2 separate regions of the Gasterosteus aculeatus genome follow, and region 1 is linked to region 2. A link is a contact called in public Hi-C data. All regions are on one chromosome and are shown on one strand. The core of a region is the stretch at or near the end of the contact, and the rest is flanking DNA. Distances in the headings are between cores, read along the strand shown. Region 1 overlaps LOC120834010 (dedicator of cytokinesis protein 9). Region 2 holds the start of LOC120834010 (dedicator of cytokinesis protein 9).

The links. A called contact is a pair of places that touch in the nucleus more often than the background predicts.
Region 1: a Hi-C map of liver shows a contact between it and region 2, with 6 times the contacts expected there. The contact joins the enhancer-like site here to the promoter of LOC120834010 in region 2. A contact is called at or near these places in 5 of 6 Hi-C or Micro-C datasets (blood and trunk muscle, liver, skeletal muscle and 1 more).

The regions. Positions count from the first base shown.
Region 1 is chr16:10,099,638-10,104,611 of fGasAcu3.hap1.1, forward strand. LOC120834010 (dedicator of cytokinesis protein 9) reads left to right here. Exons shown (of 54, transcript XM_078090417.1): 16 at 128-207; 17 at 299-486; 18 at 644-709; 19 at 791-883; 20 at 973-1,096; 21 at 1,187-1,305; 22 at 1,526-1,612; 23 at 1,703-1,792; 24 at 2,778-2,893; 25 at 3,145-3,214; 26 at 3,298-3,423; 27 at 3,519-3,590; 28 at 3,943-4,089; 29 at 4,173-4,256; 2 more. Among protein-coding and RNA genes, the nearest start is that of slc15a1a, 15 kb to the right of the region's middle. Within about 2 kb of position 3,679, at least 1 of the 9 cell types and tissues checked has open chromatin away from gene starts, as enhancers often do.
Region 2 is chr16:10,055,093-10,060,556 of fGasAcu3.hap1.1, forward strand. LOC120834010 (dedicator of cytokinesis protein 9) reads left to right here and starts at 3,120. Exons shown (of 54, transcript XM_078090417.1): 1 at 3,120-3,652. The coding sequence starts at 3,536. LOC120833909 (FERM, ARHGEF and pleckstrin domain-containing protein 1) reads left to right here. Exons shown (of 27, transcript XM_040201543.2): 25 at 570-677; 26 at 1,096-1,247; 27 at 1,335-2,502. The coding sequence ends at 1,416.

The DNA.
Region 1 (4,974 bases), core at 2,429-4,928, 45 kb after region 2:
AAATGATCCTGTAGGTTGTATTTTGTAAAATGCTGGTTAGTTTTTGAAAATGAATGTGTTTAGTTGGTGTATACCTTTTCTAGATGACCGCAAAGGCTTGACTGGAATGTATTTCTCTTTTCCCCAGGCCAGAGAAGATGGCCAAGCTGCCTGTAATCCTAGGAAACCTTGACGTTACCATTGACAATGTAGCCCCCGACTTGACAAGTAAGGCCTCTGAACTTGCTCCGAGTGAGCGATGAAAGCTGCTGAGATCAGAGTGTTTATTTGCTCTCCCTCCCCCTGCTTCTGCATATAGATTGCGTTACCTCCTCCTACATTCCCGTGAAGCAGTTTGAAGTCAGTGAGAAGACCAGCATCTTCTTTGAGGTGGAGGAGTTTGTGCCCTGCATAGCCAAATGTTCTCAGCCTTTCACCATCTTCAACAATCACCTCTATGTCTACCCCAAGCACTTGAAATACGACAGCCAAAAGTCATTCGCAAAGGTATCTCCAACTTTTCTTGGCTAGTGTTACTTTGCAGGTTGACTGACAAAGGAGGAGGAATGATATTGACTTGTTAAAATCACTTTACTGTGACTTAAAACTACGGCATGTTTCTCATGTTGCTTTCTCATGCTCATTTTTCCACTTGTGTCCTCAGGCTAGAAACATAGCCGTCTGCGTTGAGTTCAAGGACTCCGATGAGGAAGAGGCAGTCTCACTCAAGGTAAACTCACAAATCTTTCCTGCAAGTGCTTGCCCAAAGGAAGGCCCCTCAAACCCACTAAGCATTGCCCTCATTCCACAGCGCATCTATGGCCGACCTGGAGGACCGCTGTTCACCAAAAACGCCTTCGCTGCAGTATTGCACCACCAGCAGAACCCCGAATTCTACGACGAGGTAAGACACGCCGCCTAGAATGTCTTCAGACAGATATGGTGAGCCAAGACACTCGACGAGTGTGCGATAATCTGTGACCTTATTCACAGTTCAAGATCGAGCTGCCGACCCAACTCCACGAGAAGCACCATCTGCTTTTCACCTTCCACCACGTCAGCTGTGAGAGCAACAGCAAGGCCAGCACAAAAAAGAGAGACCTGGTTGACACTCAAGGTGACACATATATATTATGTGTGTATGTACTTTGTATATTATTGCATCCGGCTCCTAGCTGACTAGCTCTGCTTCCTTCTCGGCCCTTAGTGGGTTACGCATGGCTCCCCCTGCTGAAAGATGGCCGGGTGACCATGAACGAGAGTCAGATCGCTGTGGCTGCCAACCTGCCCGCTGGATACCTCAACTGCCAGGAGGCGGCCAGCAAGGTAGATTTCATCCTCCCCTTGTTAAGTGGCGATGGCTTGAATCCAGTGCAAAGTGCTGTTTTGAATAGAAATTTGAATAAATGTAAAGCCAAAGCCACAACCCACCTTTAAATGATAGTATGCAACAAAAGAGCATATTTACACACATAATGACTTGAGTATCCTGCAGGATATTCACTGAATTATTGAGAATTGTTATTGCTTTTTCCATGTATTGCAGCATTCGGGCCCTGAGGTCAAATGGGTGGATGGAGGCAAGCCTTTATTTAAGGTGTCCACTCACCTTGTTTCTACTGTCTACACTCAGGTTTGTTTCTGTTTTAACTTTTCTTAATCTGATTGAGTGCTGTGGTCTCATTAAAAACAGCGTTTGTGGTTTTCTTTGTGTTTCTCATAGGATCAACATTTGCACAATTTCTTTCATCACTGTCAAAGCATCGCAGCTACACCGCAGGTGTCTGGAGGACAACTTGTTAAATTCCTGAAGGTAAAACACTGACGACAAAATCATGGAATTCAGCGCAGATACTCACTTATACTTTCCAATTTATATTACAAAACGTTTTTTGTTTTTAGTTTTTCGATTAAATTCAATTAAAATAAAACATTCATTTTTTTCCTTCATTTTCAGTTTCCATTTCCAGTTTTTTTATATTTATTTTTTCAGCAAAAATGTGTAGACACATGTAATTGGCTAGCAATGGCAGTACGTACATGCCTGAGAGAAAATAAAAAAATACTGAGTCATATTTAAACCACAATATACAGCGCTGACACGCAGTCTATATTTCGGCCTTCGCATATTGTGTAAGTGAGAGCACATGCTCTTCAAGGATGCATGGATGGATCTGAAAAGGATTCTCATTTTGGGACCTGAAGAGAAACGTCAGACATGTTTAGAAACTTTTCAACTGCACAGTAGCTTTATACTCACTGTGGAACAGCAGACAGTCCCACTGGGATTGAGCTGAATCCCAGGCATGGGATTAACTGTTGGGCTTAATGTTGGCCTTTGTGCTGCAGCTTTCCAACAGTGCATTCTTCTGGACAATTTGTGAAAAGCTCTTTTGATTTCCATTCATACGGGATTTAGTTGTTCCTTACTTTGAGGCGATTAGGCAGATACCAGTAAATCTGTCAAATGTCAACCCCCGTGTTGGCTTCATTCTTTTTCCACTTTTTTTTCTTTAAACTCTCGTAATCCAGTTCTCGGGGTTCTCAGGTCACTCTTTCCCAGGCAGACATTGACAATGGTCCAATGCATCTCTCGGGCTCTAATGTAAACACAGCAGTGCACCCGAACAATAGCCAGAGGGTCAAACAGCAGGTCAGCCATGTTGACTGGCAGCTCGCCCGATTACTTGGCAGTGCTTGTGTTAGTTTCCTGTACGGGGCGACATGCACCAGTACCCAAACTCTGCAGTGATTGATGCATGCATACGTTTGAGATGTCTGTGATATTTTACCCTCAGAGTCTGCATGCGATGGAGAGCCATGTGATGATCAAGTTCCTGCCCACCACCCTGAATCAGCTGTTTAGGGTGCTAACCAGTGCCACCCAAGAGGAAGTGGCAGTCAACGTCACCAGGCAAGTGTCCCCCGGACGATCCCTGTTTTTAACTTTATATTCAAATGATGTTATGTGAATTAATATTTGAAATAGACTTCAGCATTCGAGTTTAAAAGAGAACATGTAGTATTTTTATTATTTACAGTGAAAATGATTATTTGGCATATTTGTCCTTATAAAGGGCATTAATTACTAGTGACTGAAAATGTGCAGGTTTTAAAAAAAAAAATGGCCCCTTCCAACATGCTTTATTTCCACTGTCTCCTTAGAGTCATGATTCACATAGTTGCCCAGTGCCACGAGGAGGGGTTGGAGCACTACCTGAGATCATATGTGAAGGTAGAATTCCCTAGCCACATAAAACGACTCAACATCTATCTTTTGTACCTGCACTCATAGCTGTCTGCATGTGTCCGGCACAGTTTGTGTTCAAGTCTGAGCCACAGACATCATCACCGACCCGATTAGTGCACGAGGAGCTGGCCAAAGCCATGACTGCTATCTTGAAGCCTTCCACAGACTTCCTCACGAGTAACAAGCTCCTCAAGGTGATACGGTTTCTAAAGCATCACACCGTGTATGATTTAAACTGCTGTGAATCTCCTCTTTATTGTTCTCTGATTGATGTTTGTCTGCCCTGCAGTACTCGTGGTATTTCTTTGAAGCCTTAGTCAAGTCCATGGCTCAGTACTTGATCGAGAGCTGCAAAGTGAAGGTAAGTCCGCCGCATCGTACTGTATGTGTCTGACTCAGCCGTGGCTGCTGCTTTTTAACAGCTTACACTCTTCACTGCGGTTACGACATGCCAGGTCTTGTGGACAGCCGCAGTGCCGCGGTCCAAGTAGGACGTATCCACAGTCTGGCCTGCTCTGCTCTGCAGTTTAATTGGCTGCATTTGTTTGTACCCCATAAACAACCACATCCCTGTGTTTAACCTCTGCTGGCGTACTGAGGAGGTCACAGTGGAAGCACATTTTTCTTTCATGATAAAAAAAATAAAGAACGTTACGGACTCTTTTAAATTGGGTTGTATTATTCAGTAACAAAGTGCCCGCTGTGTCCTACAGCTGTCCAGGAATCAGCGCTTCTCAGCTTCCTTCCATCACACCGTGGAGACGCTGGTCAACATGATGATGCCACACATCACTCAGAAATATAAAGACAACCTAGACGCCGCCAGGAATGCCAACCATAGTCTGGCAGTCTTCATCAAGGTCAGCAGCCACTGTTACTGTCATGGTGTTTGAGAGCACCGTGTGTTTTCAAGGATGTACTGAAGTCTTATTTTCTTCTGTAGCGCTGTTTGAACCTGATGGACAGAGGCTTCGTGTTCAAGCAGATCAACAACTACATCAACTGTTTCATGCCTGGAGACCCAAAGGTACATGAAACAGTCACAAAAAGCATTTACTACACATTAGGCTGTGCTACAAATGTGTTTTTGACAAGGGGGGTTTTGAGTATTATATAATTATGCTGCTGATTTGTGATTTTTGTCATTTCTTCATCCAGACGCTGTTTGAGTTCAGGTTTGAGTTCCTGCGTGTCGTGTGCTACCACGAGCACTACGTCCCCTTAAACCTGCCCATGCCATTTGGGAAGGGAAGAATATTGAGGTTTCAAGGTAAGACGATTATCAGACTCACCTCTCCATCGAGTACCGAGCCTGATTGTACTGTGAATAGGTTTTCTGTTGATATAGCACTTTTTTTGGACTCCACAGAAAGCACTTTTTTTCCTTTTTGTGTTCCTCAATTAGCTTTATTATCTCCAAATGATGCGGTGGAGCCGTGTGATGCTCTTGTCGGTAGGTTCAGGGGTGCACTGCTTGCATGCCGTCTCAAGGGCAGACAATGATATAATCAATCAACCATGAACATGAGCGGGAAAGAAATTTGCTCCAAATCCTTAAGTCAATCACCTAAATTCCCGTTTTGCCGCATCCTGATTGATGTTGCATGATTCTATATCCATCTGTTTCAAGTCGCTCTACAAACAGATTGTACTGTTTGTGGTTTGTGGCGATGTGTGTTTTAAAAGTTGAGATTGGCTTTTTGTGCAGATATGGGTGATTTTGTGTGAAGGTACGTTTTGAAGTG
Region 2 (5,464 bases), core at 1,870-4,369:
TTTTTACTGGATAATAAATACATTAAAGTTGCTTAACAACGGTACACGTATGAAGTGGTAAAGCAGAGGTTGGTCATAATATACTTACATTATTGTCAGCACATGTCATAGAGGACAATTACTAACAGTATGTGAATTCCAATACACATGCTACCATGCTAGTTAGTTATTCCAAAATAAGGTTTAGAAAGTCTCAGTAAATAGTTTAAGATACTTGGGTGAGTATTTTCCTCACCACAGTAGAGTGCATGGAACTCACTCACAATAAACACCAGTGCACATAGTCATTGTAATAAAGTAATACAACAGTGTGACTACTAAATGGAACATATGCATTATACATGGAATATGCTATATAAAGCGTTTGAGGATGAGTTAGCGGTTGGTTTTAGGCTCATTATGGCTGTTAACAATAATACAAATCTAGAATATCCCCAGATATATTCTTTAATTTCCATTAATTGTCCTAGATTTTAGTAAACAATCTAAACTCTGCACACTATTGTTGCTATTATAATTCGTATGACATTATTTAGTCGTAGATGTGAAACTTGCTTTTGTCTTTGTAGAACCAGCTGTCTGGAAACTTACTGCGGAAGTTCAAGAACAGCAACGGCTGGCAGAAGCTGTGGGTGGTCTTCACCAACTTCAGCCTGTTCTTCTACAAGTCTCACCAGGTGATGAAAATTCGCTCTCAGCTCTGTTTGTCCAGCCTCCCCCCCGCTGTGTTTACTCTTCTCCGGGCTTAAAGGCATCGCATCTCGGTGTGGAATGTCGACTCGTCGTGCCGCGATGGAGGCGTACAGGCTTTCACATTCCTTTCCCTTTTTTTTTGAAATCCCTCCTCTGGCTGTTTACATTTTCACAAACCACTTGGAGTGTCCATGACAAAATGAAACGGAATCTAATAGAAAACAAATTTGATACTTGATAAAAAGAGAATTATCACGAACCGATGACAAGATGTGTGTTTGATTAAAGGTTCTTCTGACTTTGCTGCTTTGCCGTTTTGTTGGGAGCAGCACTCTATGAATTTGTTTTTCTCTGATTCCAAATAAGTTTAGACCAAACGTGACGTCATATTCTCTTCCTCAGGACGAGTACCCGTTGGCCAGCCTTCCTCTGCTGGGTTACTCGGTCACCATCCCCTCGGAGACGGAGAACATCCACAAGGAATATGTCTTCAAACTGCATTTCAAGTCCCACGTCTACTATTTCCGATCGGAGAGCGAATACACATTCGAGAGGTACGCCGCAATCATTCAGTATTTGCACTTTCCTCAAGTCCTAATCAGAGGGCTGATAAAAAAATAAAAGCTTTTGTCTGCCGGCAGGTGGATGGAGGTAATCCGCAGTGTCACAGTCCCCCTCGGCAGCGCTCGCATCCTAAACAGCAGAGAGTCCCGTCCTCGCTGAGTCGGCTCTTCTCGCCTCCACACGCGCGTCCCCTCTCAGGTGGCGCGTCGGCCCTTCCTGTCCACCCGGGACTCGCTTTGCTTTTCTCTTCTACACATATCTGGGACATTTGTACACGTGTCCATGCACGTTTGGTGCTTTTAAATGCTTTAATGGTGACATGTCCGCTGGTTTAGACTGCATCAGAGACGGCAATTTTTTTGGCATTTTTACTCTCAACTCTGAAACCTCTTTTTAAGGATGTCATTTTGTACTGTTTTCTAATAGTCTGAACTACTTCCTGTCTTCCTGGTTTTACTTTTTGTCACTGGTTGTTTTTACAGCAGGAACATGTTGATGTAGATGTTCAGCAGTCCTTCATCTTATTGAGAAATGCTGCTTTTAAAATGTCCTCCAACTTCAGTGCCAAACTGGTTTATGTCAATGTGTCCTGGACTTTTAAAGATGCTGTTACGTTGGGGATGAGGATTGTCTCCTAATGCAGAATGCCATTGCAATTTAAACCATGTAAAAAAAAAAAGGCCGCCCTTTAACGCTCAATTCACACCCGTCGCAGCACGCTGTGTTCTTGTTTAAAACATAAGTGCTGAAAATATGAATTTATTTTGTTGGATCATTGACATTGATCCCAAAGTGGCCCGGGAGTAGCTGCCATCAGAGTATTGCCATTTCAATTCAAATATTTTATTCACTGATCTTTGTTATATCAATAACTCGGACAGCTTTTTTGTTACCAGCTAAAGGTCCCCAGCAGCGGGATGAGAAAGTGTGCGACTTATTCACAGAAATTGTATCATGAAAATCGATGTCATTAAAAGCTTTAAGGTTTGTGTAAAACAATGTAGAAACTTTCAGTTCCAATCAGCATTGCGCTCACTTAACTAGGCTGCCTCTTGTATACATATATACTGATGCCAGATCTTTTTATGGTTCCAAATGAATGGAAATATGCATTGGACGGGGTTTTGCAGTGATGCAAATGAAATGGAAAATCTCAGTTTATTGCAGCTGTTTTTTTTCTTTCTTTCAGTCCACAGAGAGCTGTTTGGAAATGAAAGCAATAAAAGACAAAATGATTCAAACTGAGATTTGTTTTATTTGTGTTTTTATCCACAAGGGGCAGGCGGGTTGGGGAGGGGGGGTTCTCTAGGGAGACGTCAGTAGTGTGTTTACAGCTGTGACCTACAGATGGCATCATTGAATAAGATATTTCAGTCCTAACCACTGCCTGCGAATTATGTTCCCTGTATGTATGTGCAGTAAGAACAAGCAATAGAAATACTCCTGCGCAGTGACTATTCCTAAAATATGTCATATCATTTAAATGTCTTTACTTCTGAAAACGGGGAAGCCAGTGAATGTGCCGGTATGCGGAAACAACGATAGAAAATGATATCCGCTTACTAATATCTAACCAGATTAAATGGATCAGCTGCTGCGTAGCAAGCAGTCAACACGTGTGTTTCTAAGTTTCATTTTAGACTGTCTGAAAATCCAATTCACATTTCTATTAGAAGACAACATTAAGATATTGACAAAGAGTGATATAAAAATGTGTAAGAAACACAGCAAACCCAATTGCGTCTCCTGTCTGCTTACAATAACACAATAGCCAAATGCTCCCCAGAGTTTTGATTTCTTTTTTGTTGTTGTGGTGGTGGGAAATTATTGGTTCAGACATGAGATTTGGTGTGAGAAGCTCACCGTCCAAAGTCCAGGAACCAGCCCGGAGTGGGCCGGCCTTTACGCGGCGAGGGGCGGAGTGCAGCGCGGAGGCCACCGGATTATACACCTCCCGGCTGGCGATGCGCGGCCGATGGCACACTTCTCACGAGGACTCTTTATCATGACAACAATCAATCCGGTGGGCGAAAAATAGATCACCGGGATACTGCGGGACGCGTGGTGGGAAAAAAAGAAGAAAAAAAAGTATCGGAAAGTATGCGATTGAGACGTGGGAGCGGAATGAGCGGCCGCACCGCGCTTCAGACTCGCGGCGTTCACTAGCGGGGATCGGAGAAAACGGACAAAACCCAGTGATGTTCTCCCTCTAAACCCCCCTCGGCCCGTGTTGACCCGTGGATTGAACGCACGTTGTTTGCGAAGTTGACGCGCAGCGATGGCTGCGGCGGCGCACCCGGAGACCAGGAGGTTTACGCGCGGTCTGGGTAAACCGGGCACCGCGGCGGAGCTCAGGCAAAGCGTGTCCGAGGTGGTGAGGACGTCCGTGCTAGTGGTGAGTAGAAGACGACACACCTTTGATGCCCGCTTCGCCTCAACACCACGTACCGCGTGGTGCGCTCATCGTCCCACATGTGCTTTCAACTAACGTGTGCAGCAAACTCTCTCCGCTGACTTTAGATCAGCTGGGTCGGGAGTTCGTGTGGGAAGTGTGAAAGGCCGTGAGAGTGAATGAATGAAGGTGTGTGACTGAGTGATATTTGAAACGGGGTGATTGGCACGTTATTGGAAGCCTTTTACTTGTTGCGTACACAGGTCCTTCACTTCCATCCTCAGCTGACCTCAGAGCAGCCGGGCTTTCTGGGTCAAGAACTGACGGTTCCGTTAAGGCGTGTGCGGGCCTGTACTGTAAAAGAGAGAGGAACAGATTGGGCCTAATCAGGGCATTTGGTACTTGTTGTCATTGATCAGTTCCCTTGAGGTGACATCATGCCGGCTTTCAAGGAAAAAAAAGCCTGGCTTCAGTTTCGTGCTTCAGGCACATCTAAAGTGTCCAGTGACGATGAGATAATGCTGAATTAGTCCGTCCACTCTGGAAGATCTGGGCGGCGAGGAGCTGCGTTATGTGCTACCTCCTCAGTGTCAGTTTTCCACAGAGCTGAGAGAGAGAGAAAAAAAAGAAGTCTGCCCCTTTGTTTGCAGTGTTCGGTGTTCGGTGGTCCTGCTGATTGTTCCAGCTTTCCTGGAAGAAGTTGCTAGGTAACCGAAACAGACACCGTCCAGGCTCTCCGTCAGGGAAATGGAATCCTGAGTCAGGAAGGATTCCAGACATCCAACCACACCTTTTTGTATTATTTATTCATTCTTACTCGTTGCACTGCCAGAGATGCAGGAGGGAGGAAACCAGACGTAAGACATCAGTTTGTTGGGAAACCAGCTTGTTTGAAAGGGGGTCAAGTTACATTAGAGAATCTCTTTTTTTTGTCTTTATACCAGCGAGCTTCCAGCAGTTCACTTGTTGATAATATCTGCAGATGCGGGCAGGGATGAGTTAAGAAGCGTTTGAGTAGTGGAGAGGTAGAAGTAGTATTTGTCATTCTGTCTGTCAGTGGTCACTCTGTCCTTGTGGTTGTTTTGTTCTCTACTCGTCAGGACTATTCAGGATTCCTTAGGTACCAAATACCTGCTGGCTTCTGAGGGATCTGTCTGGTTTGGGCCTTGTCTCTGGATGTGTGAAGCTGTAGAAGTGAACATACGGCTGTGTTGTTCAGTTGAGTGGGACAAGAATGCTGTCCACCCAACTCGTCATTAATTCCTCCACGAAACATGTAAAAACCTCAGCAGGAATATAGAGAGATCTGTACCAGGGATATAAAGAGCGCATTGTAGTTGTTATCACCCATTCTGATGGTTGTTTCAGCTTGAAACACACATTTTCTCTCATTTTTAATCTCATTTAGATTATAAAATACAGCCTAGAATGTATTACACATTGCGCACTTGCTGGACCCTCTTTGTTTATTGTTGGAGTGCAGAAAGAGATTTGTAATTGGCCGGCGCGCTCAGCTGATCCCCCTGTTTCTCCTCCCCGTAGTTCTGCTGGGAACACTATTAACTCCACGATGGCTGCGATCAGCTTTTGAACGTGACCTGCTGCTGATTCGCTTCCATACAACACAGGATGCTGCCAATCCAATTCCGCTGCGCGTGGAATCAAAACCAGTTGTTGATCGCGTGCAGAGATCTTACAAAATAGAATTCTCCACAGCCTGTAAATGTCATTAATGTATCAGCTGATGGGTGTGTAACAGAACAATGGTGATTGGGAATGTTTAGTTATTTCTCACAGTGCTGGAAACAAGCGTTA